Linked DNA regions of Canis lupus: region 2 is linked to region 1. The links are chromatin contacts, called in public Hi-C maps. All regions are on one chromosome and are shown on one strand. Each heading gives the region's core, a stretch centred on a gene start, on an enhancer-like site or on the middle of the called end of the contact. The rest is flanking DNA. Distances are from core to core; before and after follow the strand shown.

The links. Hi-C and Micro-C count contacts between places; a contact is called where the count stands out from the background.
Region 2: a contact with region 1 is called in a Hi-C map of blood, with 2.4 times the contacts expected there. The contact joins the promoter of SEPTIN7 here to the enhancer-like site in region 1. A contact is called at or near these places in 2 of 9 Hi-C or Micro-C datasets (amygdala and blood).

What each region holds. Positions count from the first base shown.
Region 1 is chr14:47,415,041-47,417,740 of UU_Cfam_GSD_1.0, reverse strand. No RefSeq gene overlaps it. Among named protein-coding and RNA genes, the nearest start is that of HERPUD2, 35 kb to the right of the region's middle. Within about 2 kb of position 1,355, at least 4 of the 20 cell types and tissues checked have an H3K27ac peak or open chromatin away from gene starts, as enhancers often do. A contact at or near this core is called in blood, where this site is marked.
Region 2 is chr14:47,474,533-47,477,232 of UU_Cfam_GSD_1.0, reverse strand. SEPTIN7 (septin-7) reads right to left here and starts at 1,275. Exons shown (of 14, transcript XM_038557328.1): 1 at 1,087-1,275; 2 at 103-218. The coding sequence starts at 1,147.

The DNA of each region.
Region 1 (2,700 bases), core at 106-2,605:
GACATGTCAATGCCAAGACAGTCCTCCATCCATCTTCCATCCACATTTCCACTCCAAGGGTCTTCTTAAAAAGAAATGCTAGAAAAAAAAAAAAAGAAAAAAGAAATGCTAGAACTCGTGGTAATAAGCTATCCATGAAGCAAGTCTCATTCTTTCCAAGCTCTGTATTTTTCTCTTTTTGCAGAACTTAATTCACATTTTTTTGCTTGTGTATTAATCTTTCCAATCCATAGACATTTTTGGCAATGGCTATAACCTCCTTATTTTATTGTAAGTCACCAATCTCATTTTATTGTAAGCCACCAATTATTCTGTGAAATTAGGTTACTTATAAAGTAGCCCATTAACTACAATTATAGTTTAGTTACAGCACGTCCAGTTCTCCCAGACGATGTAAAATCAGGCCGTGTTTCCTTTTGATGTCCAAATTACAAAAGTAACAACAGGATCTTAGCTTGACCTCCGTGTCCTCCAGCTATTTCAGGGCGTCCCCAACAGGATGTGTCATTCGTGCTTACACACCAGCCGCCACAACCACGCAGACCCACCTGGTCCTTTCCCTCCTGCTCTGGCTCCTCCTGGTCTGCTTCCCGCAGGGTCACTTGGAAAGAGCCAGTGCTGTAACCGCCCATCATGAGAGCGATGCTGGTGAGAGCTGGTGCCAAGTCCATAGTCTTTCCCGGTGCTGCCAAGGCCATCAGCCCTTGGGTTGTCTGAGCAGAGCGACATTCCACAAACAAGCAGAGAATAAGGCTTCTTGCCTCTCAGGTCTGTGCTATACACCTTAACACCTGGGATCTGATGCAATAATCTTTGAGAATGAGAAAAGTAAAGGTTTCTTCTGAATATTTTCCCCACTTCCTGGCCCTCACTTCCAACCACTGATGCTTAAAACCAAGTCCAAAACGCCAGGTGGAAAGCGAATCCATATCATCCCTCATAGATTTTTGGGTTCTGGTTATCCAAGCAGCTACACTTGAATCTACTCTCCAAGTCACAAAAGTTGCCAATCACATCAGTAGAGGCAGGCAGATGCTGCAGTGCTGTGAGGGCAGTGGTTGTGCTGATGAGTGTCTATGGTCATGGTCTAAAATTAGGCTCAGCTGACCAAAATATATTTTATGTAGTACTTAATAATTTTAATTCACTCCAACAGCTGAAATACCTAGTTTTAAATAGATTCTGAAGAGAGAGATACTCATATCATAATGCCATCGCTAAGAAAGACTGAACACATGTGCATATTTATGTAAAAAGGCTCATAAGAACTGCAAAGGTGAGAACCTGTTTATTACAGGAATGAAGCAAGAGCTCCGCCCCAATCTCATGTGTGGCTGGGGTGTGGAGTTGTGGTTTAAGAGCAAGACCTGTGGTCTAGCAATGCTCTTGCCTATGTGGGGCCCTGTTTCACTTCAAGCCAGAGCTTCCCCTGTTTCCTGGTGAAACAAATACTCCTGAGAATGGGTCAGGGTGGGACATTGACCTCTCAAGACATTTATCGTTCTCACCTTTTAACACTCACTATGTCTCTTCCTGTTGGGGATTTTTTTGTTGTTGTTGTTAAGATTTATTTATTCATGAGAGACACAGAGAGAGGCAGAGACGTAGGCAGAAGGAGAAGCAGGTTCCCTGCGGGGAGCCCGATGTGGGACTCGATTCCAGGACCCAGGGAGCACGACCCAAGCTGAAGGCAGACGCTCAACCACTGAGCCACCCAGGTGCCCCTGTTGGGGATTTTTTGGAAACATTTTTTAAGGTATAAAATATACTCTACAGAAACTTACAATTTTAAAAGACTTAGTGTTTGAGGGCATTATACTAAGTGAAATAAGTCAGCTAGAGAAAGATTCTGTACAAGCTCACTTACATGTGGGGTCTAGAAAAACTCTTAGAACAGATTGGTGGTTGCCAGGGATGGGACATGAGAGGGGTGGGGGGGAAAAATGGAGCAAAGTGTCATAATTGACATATAGCATTGTGTAAGTTTAAAGTATACTTTTTCAAGGCCCTTTCCAGTTCATTATCTTTCCTTTTTTTTTCTTTTTAAAGATTTTATTTATTTATTCATGATATACATAGAGAGAAAGAGAGGTGAAGACACAGGCAGAGGGAGAAGCAGGCTCCATACTGGGAGCCCGACATGGGACTCGATCCTGGGACTCCAGAATCACGCCCTGGGCCAAAGGCAGGCGCTTAACTGCTGAGCTACCCAGGGATCCCCTCATTATCTTTCTTAAGTTTTAAAACAGCTCTGATTAAGTGACTAAACCAAAGTATCACCTTTCCTGGGGAAGAGGAAGAAGAGTTGGGGAAACAGGAGAGAAGGAGGGAATGACAAGAATAAATACAGGAAGCAAAAGGGAGAAAAGACATGAAGAAGGAAGAAAAAGGAGGAAAAAGAAAGAAAACAAAAGGAGAAATAAAGAGGGTTGTGAAAAATTTGGTTCTGTAGGTTTTGAGGGGCTGTCAAGGTCATTTGTAAAGTTCCCTCAGAGGGGGAGGAACAAGACTTCCCCATCCTTTCAACGTTTAGATGAGCTTACCATTCAGCTCACACAGTTTCCATTGCCCAGAACTTGGGCAGAACAGCCTTTGATAGGCCCCCCAGGTCTGCAGACATAGCAGGAGGTCTAACTCCAGCGCTAAGATTTAGACTTGTAAGTAATAAATCCCCACCCCCACTCCTTACTCAAGTGCATG
Region 2 (2,700 bases), core at 26-2,525, 60 kb before region 1:
CACACACACCAACCAGACTTGAAACCGTGCACTCCCAAAACCTAACTTGGCAAATGGAAACGTGTCCGAAACCTCTCGGTTGCTTTATTTCCTACTATACGCACCGTAGGCAATGGAACTCAGGAGTGGAAAATGTGAATGAAACGGCCTTGTTCTTTTTCCAATACGTGGGGGAGGAGAGGAAATGAAAGGGCTTCTGGAGAGAAGAACTGAGAACACTGAAATACGTTCAAGAATCAACGTCCTTAAACATCACCGGTATTTCCAACTCCCTCCCTTTTCCAGCGACCCTCCCCACCCTTTCCAGGCCTGGGGGCGCGGGGCCCGGGGTCCGGGGGTCCGGGGGAAGCCCTCCCCAGGCGTTCTCTCGCCCCTTTTTCCTAAAAATCAAGCCCAAAGCAGCGCCTTGGGTCTCCGCGCTCCAGCCTCGCCCGCCATCCACCGGCCTGCGGGGCCGCGCCTGGGGAAAGGGAACCCCGAGAGGCGAGGAGGAGCAGGAGCAGCAGCAGCAGCAGCAGCAGCAGCGAGGAGGCGACGCGGCTGCTGGAGCCTCTGCAGCCGCCGCCGCCGCCGCTCCAGCCTGGTGCATCCTCCTTCCTCCCTCCCCGCCGCCGCCCGGGCGCGCACACACGTCCCCACCCTCCTCGCCAGGCCCGCTCCCCACGAGCCCAGCCGCGCCGCGCCGCGGGGGCAGCCGCCGGCCGGAGGAGACAGGGCCGCGGGCGGCGGCGGGCCGGGCGGGGGCGGGGGCGGCAGGGGGCGGCAGGGGGCGCCCCGGGGGGCGGGCGGGCGAGGCCGCGGCTCACGGCCCCCCGCTCCCGCGCAGGAAACGCCGCCGCCTCGGCTCTCCCCGCATTCAGTTCAAACTGTCACCGCCGCCCCGTCCCCTCCCCTCCCCTCCCCTCCCCCCGGGCCCGCCGCCGCCGCCGCCGCGCCCCGGGCCCGCCGGGGCCCACCCGCCTCCGCCAGCTCCCCGCGTCGCCGCAGGGCGTTCCCCCAGCCGGGCCCGGCGGCGCGACCCCCCCGCCCGGCCCCGAGCCCGGCGCCGCCGACCCGGAGCCGCGGCGGCCCAAAGCTGAGACTCACCCATGGTGCCGCTGTTGACGCTCCTCTCCTCAGCAGCAGCGGACCTCGCACTGACCGACATCCCCTCCCCCCGCCGCGACCAGCCCGGGCGCAGCGCAGCCCGCCGATTCTCCAAAGCCGCCTACGCCGGTTCCGCGGCGCAGCCGCCCCGCGTCGCGGCCCCGCTTACGCAGGCGACAGCGGGCGGACTCCGCCACTGGCTCGCGCCCGACTCCCGCTCCCTCCTCCGCCCCCGCCCCCGCCCCGCCCCTCCCCCTCCCCCTCCGACGAGGCTTCCGGGCCCAGCCGACGCCAGCGCCGCTCTCGCGAGATTACTCCCGCCCGGCCCCGCCGACTCTCTCCATTTCGAACATGACTTCACTGGCATCGGCGCTCTTTCGCTGCCCAGGTTTAGCCGCCATGTTTAAACCGGCGGGGTTCGGCCCCCTCCGCGGGAGGGAGGGGCGGGGGGGCGTGGGTAGTCAGGCCTTTACGCGTGTTTCTTCGACACTGCTTCTGAGGTTAAAGCGCGTTCGGTGTGTGGGCGAAAAGCCCGGGGACGAGGAGAGGGAGTGGCCGGTGGGCGACGAGGGTGGGGTTTTGCCCGAATTAAAGATGGCCCCCGCGAGTGCCGCCCCGCGCGACTGCGCGCCGGCTCGGGAGCTGCGGAAGCGGCGGGGTCGGCCTGAGCGCGCGCTTACGGAGTTGGCGTAAAGCGAGGAGGCGCCGCGGGAAGAGGCCGGGCTGTGAAGCCGCTGCTCTGGGCGCGGGGTGGGGGGGCGAGTCCGAGCCTCGCGTTGCAGCTGCCGACCTGGCGGCAGGGTGGGTGCGGGTGCAGAGACACCTGGAGGCAGGTGTCTGAGCCCTCCGTGCATCCCCGTCTGCTCAGCTTTCCGGGACTCCCGGGGGCGCTTGCCCCGGCGTCCGCCCGGAGCTGTCACTGCGGTGCCCTGGCGCTGCCCCGAGGTCTCCGGCTGCAGCTGTTGCTGCGGACTCTGCACGGCCACCCTCGTGCTAGCTCACCCCGTCCGTCCCGGGTTCCCTCCCGGTGGAGCTGCATGCGCTCTGGTTGCAAAAAAAAAAATGAACGGGCACGTGTGGAACCCTCGGACGAGAGAAAGCAATCAAGGACTGAAACTGGGTGGTGTCCTACTGTAGCCCTAAATGTCGCTCGCTTTGCTGGAGTGTGGCCTCATCCTGCTCGGGACAGCCCACGGTCTTTTGTACCTTTCTGGAAACCTAATGCCTGTCTTTGCATGTATCGCTCATGGCTCATGCACGTTAGTGTCTCTCCTGCTAAACCGCATGTTAAGGAATTAAATGTATCTAATATATTGTTACATAATGGATCACATGTATATGATATATAAATAATCATCACGAGCCCGTGCAAGACTGTTCATAGCGAAACAATGTAAATGTCCACTTACAGGAGAAGGGACGAGTAAGTCACGCTCTTGGTTGGACAAATCGACATACACGGGATACTAAACAATGGAAATTCATGAACCAAAGCTGTTCGTATTGATTTAGAGAAAGTTCATTAACGTGATGTTGAGCAAAAAAAAAAAAAAAAAAGCGAGTTGCAGAAATATGTATATGGTATATCATAAAGGCTTAAAAAGGCAAAACTGA